2 separate regions of the Mus musculus genome follow, and region 1 is linked to region 2. The links are chromatin contacts, called in public promoter capture Hi-C maps. All regions are on one chromosome and are shown on one strand. The core of a region is the stretch at or near the end of the contact, and the rest is flanking DNA. Distances in the headings are between cores, read along the strand shown. Region 1 holds the start of 1700003G18Rik (RIKEN cDNA 1700003G18 gene). Region 2 holds the start of Calca (calcitonin/calcitonin-related polypeptide, alpha).

Region 1 (6,131 bases), core at 1,322-3,821, 1.5 Mb before region 2:
GCAGAACTGTAGAAGGCTAAAAACACAACTATCTAAAATCCAACTTTTCCAATTTCCCATTCTCTTTCAAGAATACACTCAGGCTGGGGTTGTAGCTTATACATAAGGCCCAGGTTTCAATGACCAGCACATACATACCCAACAAGAACACAGCAGCAAACATCTTGACAACGTTTTTACCTAAGTAACTCTATTTTTACAATCTCTAATTATATTCTTTTAATGCATCGTTGTTTATTCGTTCTTCCTTTCCAAGAACAGCAAGCACATTTCCAAAATACTACACTCTGAAACACAGTGCCTAATTGTACTTGTGATTCTCCCACTCTGATAGAACAGCTTTCATTATCCACTTCTAGCAAACCAATGAAACCTTAAGAAGCCCTTTTCATTCCTCCTCCCCACAGACTGCAGTCAGGGTGTTACTCCTCATACACATATCCCACTGTACTTGAGACTATTTCTATGTCACCCTTTCCTAGCAGCGCATTCTGAGATATGATATCTATTTCTAGTATCTTCTGGTTTTGTTGCCCTCAATTATGCATCAAATCACTGAATCAGAAAACCTTGCAGCAGATACTAACACATAAACTGATAGTTGATTTTCTAAAATTACCAGGTGTATCTTGAAAATACAGATGAGCTAAACAAACAAAAACATCAAGCAAGGTAATATCCAGTTAGCAGAAAAAATAATAACCATATATAATGGAAACTGAGTTAAGAAAACCACTGTTAAGGGACACATTACTGTATATAGCATAACAACAACAACACAGTCGTCTTTATGATAGTATAGGTAAAGTCACAGGTCCCAATCTTGAAAATGCAATTATAATCACCTATAAATCAACTATCAAGACAACAGTTATAGGATTTGAAATATATCAAAGTTCACCTGGCTAAAAAGTTGTTTTATTTCTGAGTCTATCAAAGCAAGAATGTGTGACATTCTCGGAATCAACTCACAGTTGATATTGGGAGGAAAACAATGTAACAGCTCTTTTACATCTACAATCTAGATCACTAAAAAAACCTAGACAAATTCCTAACAATGCAGAATGGCGGTATTAACAATGGAAGATCTAAATTCCAGTCGCAGGGAAGACAAGGGACATGAATTAATCTCACAGACAACCAGTCATCCCTCCACTCTTTTTTAATTGATTACTAATCTTCCTCACAAGGCTAAAATTTATTCTATTATTACAATTCTGGTCCACACCCCATCTTCCAACCAAAGGAGTGTGGTTCTTAGTATTCTCTCATTAACTACAAAATAATTCAGGGAACCTTTTATGGCTCACAAAGGACTTATGAAAGATGTCAAACTGCACTAAAAGTTACAATTCTGAAGCTGACAGTGTATGAATAAGCGAGACCAGCTTTCATCTGTCTCAAAGATGACTTCCTCATGTCCCCTTCCCACCAACTTCCCCATCAATGTTTCCAAGGGATTTCATTATAGAAGAACCTAATTTTACAAGTTACCTGCAGTTTCTAAACACTATGCTAGAGCTAAGACAAATATAAGCATCCTCTTTATTAATCTTCAATTCCAGTATCTGGCATTGTAGTCAGTACTGAACAGGTTAATAAGGGACAGTTTATTATTTAAACTGATGAGCTGAAGGCATGAGAGGGCAGGAAAAAGGTATCTGACATCAAAATGCGCTTCTGGGTCTCACTCCCTCTGACCTCGCCATTATTCCATCCCCAAACTGTCTACCACAATCTTCGGCTTAATATTGGTCTCTGTTTATTAAGAATGGTGTAGTTAGGGCAGCAATTACCAGTACACTGCAAAAAAGGATTCGGGCTGGAAAATTTGTCCAAATGTGACTGAACATTTCGCGATTGCCAGAGGAGCGTTTTAGACCAATGTCAGGACTATGACATATCTATCCTGAAATGACTAAGAAATGAGCTTCACCGGTTTCCCAAAACGCAAAGACATCTCGATTAAGCTCTTTTTCCTTTTCGACCCTTCTCAGGATTTCCTTCCTCAACCCCCGTTCCTACGCAGGTCTCTGTATCTCAGCTCAGGGCCTCTTCAATCCTTCAGATTCTAGTAGGAAAAGGAAGACATCCCTCGTTGCGCCCCCTTCCTTCGGGCGCTTCTTCCTCCATCCACCCTTCCCGGCCTACCCCAGCCTTCACTAGGCCTCAACCCTCATCCATTGTTATTTACATCGTCGTCGGGGGAGGCTGAACGTTTCACCCCGTGCGGGTGAGACTCCCGGGCAGCACTCATCGTAGCTGGGATCCTGACGGGGATATGCCAAACACACTCGCAGTTCTCCTCAAACGCGACACCAGCAGCCCTCACCCAGCCGCCGGACCAAGCAGCGCCACTCCAGAACGCAGAGCCCCCTCCGGCCCTTCACCGCTACAGTCGTCACTGCTGCGGCCGCTCGTCACCCTGGAGCACACCGGGAGTTGTAGTTTTTTTGGACTCACTCTTTACTGGCCTGACTAAGCCGTCTTCAGTGACTTAAACTACATTTCCCAGGAGGCCGAGCGAAGCATCTCGCGCGGCGTGGCGGGAGAGCCCTCGGAGGCTACGCTTTCTTCGGCGTGTAGAGGGAGCTTTCCCGTGGATGGGTATGGTGGTGATCGTTGGCGGAGAGCTTCGTTGCCACAGACAGACCTAGAGTGGGTTTTCGCCTTTTTGTGTGTGTGAGGTTCTGCCCTGTTAGTAAACACATTCATCATAGTTAAACACATAGACTTAAGTGTAATGTTTGAGGCTTTTTGAATACAAGTTCTCGGCCCAAGACAAAAACCTAAAACATGGCTTCTTCCCCCAGCCTAATGTGTGGTCTCTACTGCTCACACGGGATATTCTAACGTCTTCATTCTCTTCCTTTCCTTCCTTCCTTTCTTTTCTTACTGAATAGAGTTCAGTGTGAAGCTGAAGGCTTGTTAATTGGCTGTTTTGTTTTTCGTTTTTTTTCTAAACAGCTCCACCCCTCAGGAATTGTGGACCGTTTTCCACTGGGCTTAGTGTATTCTAGATAAGAGTGACCCAACTCTCTGATCCCTTTTTAAGGTAGATATTATTTGAAACTTCATCGACTGAAGTCTGTCTGCCAAAAAAAAATCCTGTATCTTTATTATTTTTCTTGGGGTGGGGGTGGGGGGTAAGTTTCCTATATAATAAACCCCTTTAAAGTTACAATACAGTAGCAGTCTCAACCTGTTTCAACTGTCTCCTCAGTCTAGTTGCAAGAGACCACCCCCACCCCGCCCCCTTAGGATGGATACATTCGCTGCCCTTCCCATTTGCAATCTTGTTTCTAGTTCCCTTTTCCTCATTTCCCTGCTCCCTTTCCAGCCCCAACTAAGCTTCCTGCAAGATCTTGTAGTCCAGTGTTCAGATACTGAAGATAAACTTCTGTATGTTATAGCTGAATTTGCATCCACAGGTGAACCTGACATACTGTCAGGATGACTTTCTTGCCCTTACTCATTCTGAAGACTTCCAGCCTTGATTTTTAAAAAGATTTTTTTTTCAAGTATAAACAAATAGTATGACAACAGTACATGGCTAGTCTTAAGTCCCCATACCGAGTGGTCTATGAGACACCTGTCAGTGTCTGTGCTCAGCAGTTACTCTAGTTGAACTACATTTCAGATGACGATGAACCACTGATAGAACTGTGCCCAAAGTGAAACCTGACTATGCCTGTGAACCTAGTGTCTGGGAGGTGGTGAAGGAAGATAAGAAATTCAAGATCATCCTCTTCTAAGTAATGTGTGGTTTGTCAGCCGAGTCTATAGTAAGACCTCCTCTCAAAATAAAAATAAAAAATAAAAATAAAATAAAAACAGTACCCCACCCCCCGCCCCTATCCCAAACATCAGGACTTAGAGCTATGCACACAGGGAAGACAGTTTCTTAATTTATGCAGTCATAGATCCAATTCCTTTATTTTTGAAGCAGAGACTAGCTTTTAAATAAATTATATAAAAATACGGTTAGAGCTATATTTAATAAGCCTAACCAAAACAAACTAATCTCTTATTTCTGTGTTAAACCACAATAAAGGAAAAAAAAAAACCCATGAAGAAAATATTTTTAGAAGTGGTTTTTTAGTCACTAAAATTAAAATATTTTACCTACTAACTTCATGACCCTACTTAGTTTTTATTTAACTTTTATAAATGCAATTACAATGGAATTCCATCGAGGTAACAAAGTAGGATGATTATAATTCACTTCAAATAGATTTGAAAAATTGTAATAAGCACAATTTAGAACTCTTAATGTTACTGGCAAAATAAGATGGCCCAGTAGCTACTTAAAGATAGCTAAGTGACTCTAAGATGAAGAGGATTATTATTAAGGTTAGTAAATATTAAATAATTTTAACTTTAGTAATAGATAAAAGTCCAGGAAATTTTAATGTGCTTTTTATTCACCAGATTTGTGGCACATCTGGATGGCTATGTGTTCAAGTTATCATAAAACATCATGGAGCAAATCAAACCTCAGAATAACATACTGTATTATTTGAACAGACTTGACTCAGTTCATGTTCACAAAGCTAGATGTGAAGATGAAACTGTATAGTAGTAGCAATATATGATGACACAGAGACTTAGTAATACTCTCCCTTGTTAACAAGAAGTCATCGATGGAGCTATGAAATACCTTCTCTAATACAAGACCATTCCAGTTTCACTTTTTGTTTGTTTTCTAACACAGTGCCACAGGATGGTTAGTGAATGTCTTAAGTTTGTACTACCTTAGATATTCTCTGCTAATCCTTAAATTTTACCAAACACTTTCAGTGGGTACATAAGGAACATATTTTCTGCATTCAAGCAATTTAAATTTTAATTGTAACAGTTTAAGTTCAGTTTACCGATTAAGATTAACCATATACATCAAAACAATTTGCCAAAGATAGAAATGAGCAAAAGTGATTACAGAATTACAGTCTGGGGAGTGCTGAATGTCAAGGGATGGAGTCTCTAAGGATTATTTTATTCTAGATGAGTGTGTGCTTCTGAAGAAATACCTAACTCTTCAGGTACTTTTTTTAAAAAAAGATTTATTTATTTTATTTTATGAGTACACTGTAGCTGTACAGATGGTTGTGAGCTTTCATGTGGTTGCTGGGAATTGAATTTTTGGGGGGAGACCTCTGCTGGCTCTGATCAACTCTGCTCGTTCTGTCCCTGTTCATTCCAGCCCAAAGATTTATTTATATACGTACGTACATTTAGCTCCAGAAGAGGGCATCAGATCTCATTTCAGGTGGCTGTGAGCCACTGTGTGGTTGCTGGGATTTGAACTCAGGACCTTCAGAAAAGTAGTCAGTGCTCTTACCTGCTGAGCCATCTCGCCAGCCCCAGGTACATTTTTTAATAGTGAAAACATTCAAACTTCTTTCTCCTATCTTTTATTTTTCCTGATGTTTGGAAATAAGGTCTCATTAACCCAGCTTGACCTGGAATTCTACATAGCACATTGTGTCATTGAACTCATGATTTTCCTATCTCAACCCCCCCACCCCCAGTGTTGTGATTACAGATGTGTGTAGTCTTACCTGGCTTTTACCTACAACAGAACTTCTTACCCGTATTTAACTTTAACTTAGTACCTATTCACCAACTTGCCCTCTATATTTTTCTCAGTTTTCTCCTTATCCTCTGGTAAACACTCTCCACTACCATGAGGTCCACTTTTAAATAATCCCTGTGTGAATGAATGAATCACTTAGGACTTGTCTTTCTGTTTCTCAGTTATTCCTGTTGGTGCTCTCCAGTTCCGTGCATAATGGCACACATGACAGGACTCCGTTCCTTTGTAAGGCTGAATGTTGTGTATATATACTATGTCATCTGTTCATCATTGATTGATGCTTAGCTTGCTTCCATTTCTTGGCTATTATATAAATAATGCTGCGTTAAAAATGGGAGCACAGATGTCTCTTCAACACAGTGCCTTCATTTCCTTTGTATACATACCAGTTGGATGATTGCTGTGTACCATATGATAGTTCTATTTTTAATTTTCTAAAAAACCTTCATGCTGTTTGCTATAGTGGCTGTGCCAATATTCATCCATTAGTAGTGTGTGAACTTCATCTTTCCTCTTCATCCTTGATAGTAATATA
Region 2 (5,852 bases), core at 1,750-4,249:
ACTAACCATAGAAGAGCTACCTGGTCAAGCTGCTATTTTGAGATCAGTCCTTTCCCTTGCAGCTTTCCAGAAAGCAATGGGAAAAAATCCCAAAGATCTGCCCAGGCAGAGGTCTAACCACCCCAACTCTCTGTAAACGCAGGTTGCTGGAAGCAGGACAGTTTTTAATTTCGAGCCAGGAAGACTCTTACTTCATTGTCTTGTTTCTGGAAACATTATCAAGGAAATGGGAAAACTGAGGCAGAAGACTTTCTGCTCCTAAATTTGGAAGGGTGGGAGGAGGTGGTTTAACTGAGCCCTACAGTTTGGGAGCTATTTGGAGGCACTGAGCACTAAATTTGAAAGTTGATTTGCATTTGTTTGACATTGGCTGATAGCCTACTGGGGTGCAGGGTAAGGTTGTAGTTGTTAAAGAAAGGAACTACACCCTCCCCAACCCCTGAGCCGTGCTTCTGGGCACTTCCTACAAAATCAAAGAAAAACCTGCATTTCTCTTCCTAGAGACCCACTCTTCCAACCCTTTCAATTATTCAACTTCTGCAGATGACAGAGGTGCCCTCTGGATGTGATGGCTTACAGCTACAGGTTTCATGGTGTGGAATCAGGGTTGGCTCAGAGGTCTGAAGGAACACTCCACAGCCTAGGAGCAGAGCTCAAACCCACCCAGTGACACTGCCAGAAAACCAGTGCTCAACACTGCACGGGTTAAAGCCAGGAGTTTTTTCCTTAGGAAATGCTTATAGGAATCCATTTGTTTAAAAAATGATTTCTGGATCCCATATATTAGACATCTTTGCAGTTGAAAGAAGAAACAAATTCCCCAGGTGCACTTGGCACCTGAGCACACACAAAAAGCAGATTTTGTGCATCAGTCCCAAGTGGCAATGACCCAGTGGCTCACCACTGTCATCTCAGCCCTCGCCAACTTGTCTCCAACTTGTCTCATAATTGCTCACGAAAATTTAGTCCAGGTCTCAGAACTAAACTGCTGGAAGCCCAGGAAGGCCACTTCTGGGTGTCTGCCTCCAGGGATTCCTGTGCCTGGGAATCCTAAATCCAGTGGCGATAAAATTCTTCCAGCTCTGGTTTCCAGCCTGGCACTGCCTGGCCAAGCCCATTCTCCCAGCCCTGGATGGGTCTTGTTGCTGCTCTGAGAGCAGACCCTGTGGAGAGGGATTCCTGGCACTCCTTTCCTCACATTTTTATACCTTAAAACTTCTGAGATGCCCCAGAAGTTAAGCTGGAAAGTCATTGATGGCATCCTAGAAGTTAAGTGTTCCATCATTCTGCTTTGAGGGACACATCTGGGATGTTGGTAGGACCGACAACTCGGGTTCCATGGCTCATGCCATTCAAGTCTTCTTGGAAGCTAATTTCTGCTCTGTTTAGAGAAATATGAAGCTTGCTTGGGTGTCCCCCCCCCCATGGTCCCCAGATTCTCCAATGTGTTCAACACACTGGCTAGGTCTGGACTGGCTGCTGCATGTAGCACCGCACACTCAGACCTCACCAACTGCAGAAACATGAAGCTTCTTTGTCCCCAGACAGCAAATGCCCCAGTTAGGACCTCCACCCTTGTCGGTGTTCCTGGAGCTCACTGCTCAGACAAAATGAGTGTCCAAATCAGGGGAGTGGTTGTGAGAGGGATCAAGTCAAACTAATCTGATGTGAGATGGAGATCCAAGAGCAAACATCCTGTGGGAATGTGGCATGGACTGCAGGAGGGACGTGAAGGCAGGCTTCAGACAATTTGAGAACCACTAAGGATGCTTCTGTGGGCCACAGAGACTGCTGAGTGGCTGTGCTTTCTGGAGAGGATGCCTTTTTGGAAAGAGCGGAGAGTCTCTGTGCCAGGAGAAGTGTGACTGGGAGCAAGTGTGAGGTTTAGGATGGGCAGCATCTCCGCAGCACTGTCAAGCCTGCCTGCTCTTTAGCTCTTCAGCTCAGGGATCTAAGGGTGGGGGTGAGAGGGCCTCCCACTCCACCCCCGGATCAAATACAACTGGAACATCTTGGCAAACAGCAGCAGGAAGCAAAAGGACAGCTGTGCAAATCCTTAGGCAGGCAGGCAGCCTAATGAGAAGTGATAGATAGCCAGGCAGGAGGAGAAAAAGATCTACAATGGAGACTTTGGAGGCATCTGGTTCTTCTTTGTACTTTCCCCACTACCCCTTCGTACCCCCTACCCCAAGCAGGACCCAGCTAAATACAACCCCTTCTCACACATGTGAGTGTGTTATCCAGCGCATTAGGAATGCCAAGCTGAATACAGATGATTCACACTGGAGAAAGAGAGATTTTATAGCCCAGAAAACACCAAGGTTTCTTTCTACAAGCAGGCCCTTCAAAGGGGGACTATGATACCCACTGAAAAGTTTAATATGTTGAGGTTTCATGCAGGCTTTGGGGGTCTTTTGGGGGGTGTCAGATTTTTGAGGATTTTTTTTTTCATTTTTCATTTTACCTGTGGCCACATAACCCCAAATGAGGCAGCTGCCACAAGCCTCGGGTCTAACTGAGTCCTTGTGTGCAGTACCAACACCTCTGACTATCTGCCTAAACCTGTGTGCCACGCTGCCAGAACTAGCCTTGCAGATCAAGAATTCATCCCTCAGGTGCACTAAACTATTCTAGATTAGGCACGGACTTAGGTGGGGGTGGGGGTACGATTAGAATCAGACATGCAGCAAGGAGTGCTTGAGATACTGGACTCTACTCTCCAAGATTCTGAGATTGGAGTCAGGAATATTCAAAGTCAAGAAGGAAAGAAGAGATGAAATTTATCTTGATGTCAAAAGGCCCTCCAAATTCCCGCTAATTTTAAGGGTGGCTCTCACTGATCCGTATCATCTCCCCCACTTCCACCAATGACCTCAATTTAAATTCAAATGGTGTCATCTTGCTAGATGCTCTGAGTTCTGGAAGCACAGAGGTGACGCAATCTGTCTGGGGCATGGGGCCCTTCCACCTATTGGCTGCCTGGAGCCCCGAGACCCCTCCCGACTCACCACGGCGGGAATAAGAGCAGCTGCAGGCGCTGGGAGGCACAGGAGCCACTGCCAGGATCAAGAGTCACCGCTTCGCAAGCACTGCCTGGCTCCATCAGGATCCCCGCAGGCTCAGCTCCAAGGCACCGCTCACCAGGTGAGCCCTAAAATTCCTGTTCAGGTGTGTAGTTCTACTTTTCTCTTCCTCTCCCTCTTCTCTCCCGCTCTCGCTGTTAGTCCTTGGTTTGTCTTTCCTGACAATCCCAGTCCCCGTTAGTCATTAGTCCTAGCGTGGTTCGTGTTAGATCCCGATCCAGATAGGTCCCTACAGAACTGGTCCGCAGAGCCTTCCTTCAGTTTCGCTGGAGCGCAGGCTCCAGTCTCACGTTTCTCTCTCTCTGTACACCTGATCCACCAATCTTGGGACGCTGAGCTCCTAGGCTTCACGCGCGCAGTCGGGCGTAGCTCTTCTTAGATGGTGCTTTCAGTATTCTCGTTTCCTGAGAAATTGGTCCTGAGTCCGAGCCTAGGGCCAATATGTAGCGAACAAGAGTCAGTTGCCGCAATTGCAAACCCCGATTTGGGACCCTGGGATTAACAGAGAAGTGTTTTCCACCTCAACTTTAGATTGGTTCTTGTAGGCAACTGAGTTGCCAGAGGGTGGAGCAGCTGAGCAGTGCAGCCGTCAGTTTCTCAGATTTCAAGGCAGAAAGATTCCCTCTCCATAGACTTTCTTTCTCACATTCTTAGGTGTCTGTAAAAAAACTCACAAAGAGAAGACAACTCTACACTTCCCTGTGGAGACAGATGTAGAGACAGGAGACACCTGGGATTCGTAGAATCCTTGAGACTGATCTCACCACCACCACTCCTTTACCACCACCACCACCACCACCACCACCACCCCCGACCCCCCGCACCCTCCCCCTCCTCCATCTTTAGGGCTAAGATTCTTTCCAAACCGTATAGGCTACATGCACACTGGACAATGAGGGAACAAAGATGATGAGAAATGTGGTTATCAGTATGAAGCCAAAATGTCGGGGAGTCACAGGCATAAGCACACAGAAAGCCAGGTCCATGGGCTTATAGAACCTTGAACTGATATAAATAAACAAATGAATAAATAGACATTCTTCTCTTGCAGGAAGGCATCATGGGCTTCCTGAAGTTCTCCCCTTTCCTGGTTGTCAGCATCTTGCTCCTGTACCAGGCATGCAGCCTCCAGGCAGTGCCTTTGAGGTACGTGTAAAGACAGGAGTCCTAGTGTCCTGGGACTGGCCAACTTCCTGTTAACCACAGAGTACCGAATGTTTAAAACCCAACTATCTGGTGGAAAAATATATACATGTACATAGACACACATGTAAGTTCACTATAAGCTTAAATTTCAAGTAGCCCTTTAACTAACAAAATGCTTTCACCACTTCCCCCCCATATTTAGTATCAAGAGTTAAACCTTTTTGTTCAATTCATTCCTTATGAGACATGAATTTTACTCTAATCTGCTAACTTGCCAATAAATATTACTGACTCTAATTTATAATCTGTTAATCTATTTCTCATCTACTTTACAAACTGTATTTATTAAAATGAGCCCCCAATTCAGATTCAACAGTAATTATTTTGTCATTCAATTTGCCTGCACTTATCATTTAACTTGCAAAATTCCTAAACTTATGAGGACGCTGACTCAAGCCTCTAGTGTAAGCGGCAGGCAGGGAATCAGAGACGGTGCTAGACTTGCTTCCTCTCCACAGGTCAATCTTGGAAAGCAGCCCAGGCATGGCCACTCTCAGTGAAGAAGAAGTTCGCCTGCTGGCTGCACTGGTGCAGGACTATATGCAGATGAAAGCCAGGGAGCTGGAGCAGGAGGAAGAGCAGGAGGCTGAGGGCTCTAGGTAAGGCCCCTTACCCTGCCTAGCCCATCCACAGGAAGGCGGAATCCAGAAGGTAGGAGAGAGCGCACTGTCCGCCTGGCTGCTGTTTAGCAGGACACGAGGCTCAGCTACTCTCAGGCTGAAAGAAGACAGAAGTCATCGGGTGAGACTGTAGTTAAATCACACTTAAAAAAATTTATTTCTGAAAGCACTTAAGAGAAGGCTAGGAATAACTGTAGAAATCAGTCTGCTAACATTGGGGAGACTTCCTGCAATAGTATGAGCGAAGACTGGTAAAGCCTAAAGTCTGCAGAGATGGCATTGTGGCCACAGGGCCAAGGAGAGCACCCCTCCCTATCCTTGCCTGCCTGTGTGCCCCCAGCTTAGAAACAGACCAACCCTGGTCTGGCTCCTGCATTACCCAAGGAAAAGCATGTGTTACCCTACAACCATCCCGAGAAACACCCTGCCAAGCATGAAAGATTAAAGAGCACATGGAATGTCAGAAAAGTCACCCTTCTCCTCTGCCCTTCCCCACATTCTTCTGGCCTACCACACCCCAAGCCTTCCCGATAGTGTATGTGTGAACCAACCTCCTACCAGCCCCGTCCCAGCTTCTAATCCTGTGACTGATTTAACCTGCAGACTGCCCACAGGGTCAGCCCTGGTGCATGGCACTGCCTCGCATGTCTTTTCCCTGCAGCTTGGACAGCCCCAGATCTAAGCGGTGTGGGAATCTGAGTACCTGCATGCTGGGCACGTACACACAAGACCTCAACAAGTTTCACACCTTCCCCCAAACTTCAATTGGGGTTGAAGCACCTGGCAAGAAAAGGGATGTGGCCAAGGACTTGGAGACAAACCACCAATCCCATTTTGGCAACTAAGCTCCTTCTCTCCTTTCTAGTTTCCTTCTTGCTTTCTTCCTATAACTTGATGCATGTAGTTCCTCTCTGGTTGCTCTCCAGGCTATTACTGGTTGCTT

What was found. Promoter capture Hi-C pulls out the DNA fragments that hold promoters and counts their contacts.
Region 1: a promoter capture Hi-C map of second pharyngeal arch cranial neural crest shows a contact between it and region 2. The contact joins the promoter of 1700003G18Rik here to the promoter of Calca in region 2. A contact is called at or near these places in 6 of 39 promoter capture datasets (cranial neural crest, embryonic stem cells, frontonasal cranial neural crest and 3 more).

The regions. Positions count from the first base shown.
Region 1 is chr7:116,089,589-116,095,719 of GRCm38.p6, reverse strand. It overlaps 1700003G18Rik (RIKEN cDNA 1700003G18 gene), which reads left to right and starts at 2,571. Exons shown (of 4, transcript NR_029433.1): 1 at 2,571-2,658. 1110004F10Rik (RIKEN cDNA 1110004F10 gene) reads right to left here and starts at 2,340. Exons shown (of 5, transcript NM_019772.2): 1 at 2,195-2,340. The coding sequence starts at 2,257.
Region 2 is chr7:114,633,504-114,639,355 of GRCm38.p6, reverse strand. Calca (calcitonin/calcitonin-related polypeptide, alpha) reads left to right here and starts at 2,999. Exons shown (of 5, transcript NM_001033954.3): 1 at 2,999-3,144; 2 at 4,135-4,229; 3 at 4,748-4,888. The coding sequence starts at 4,144.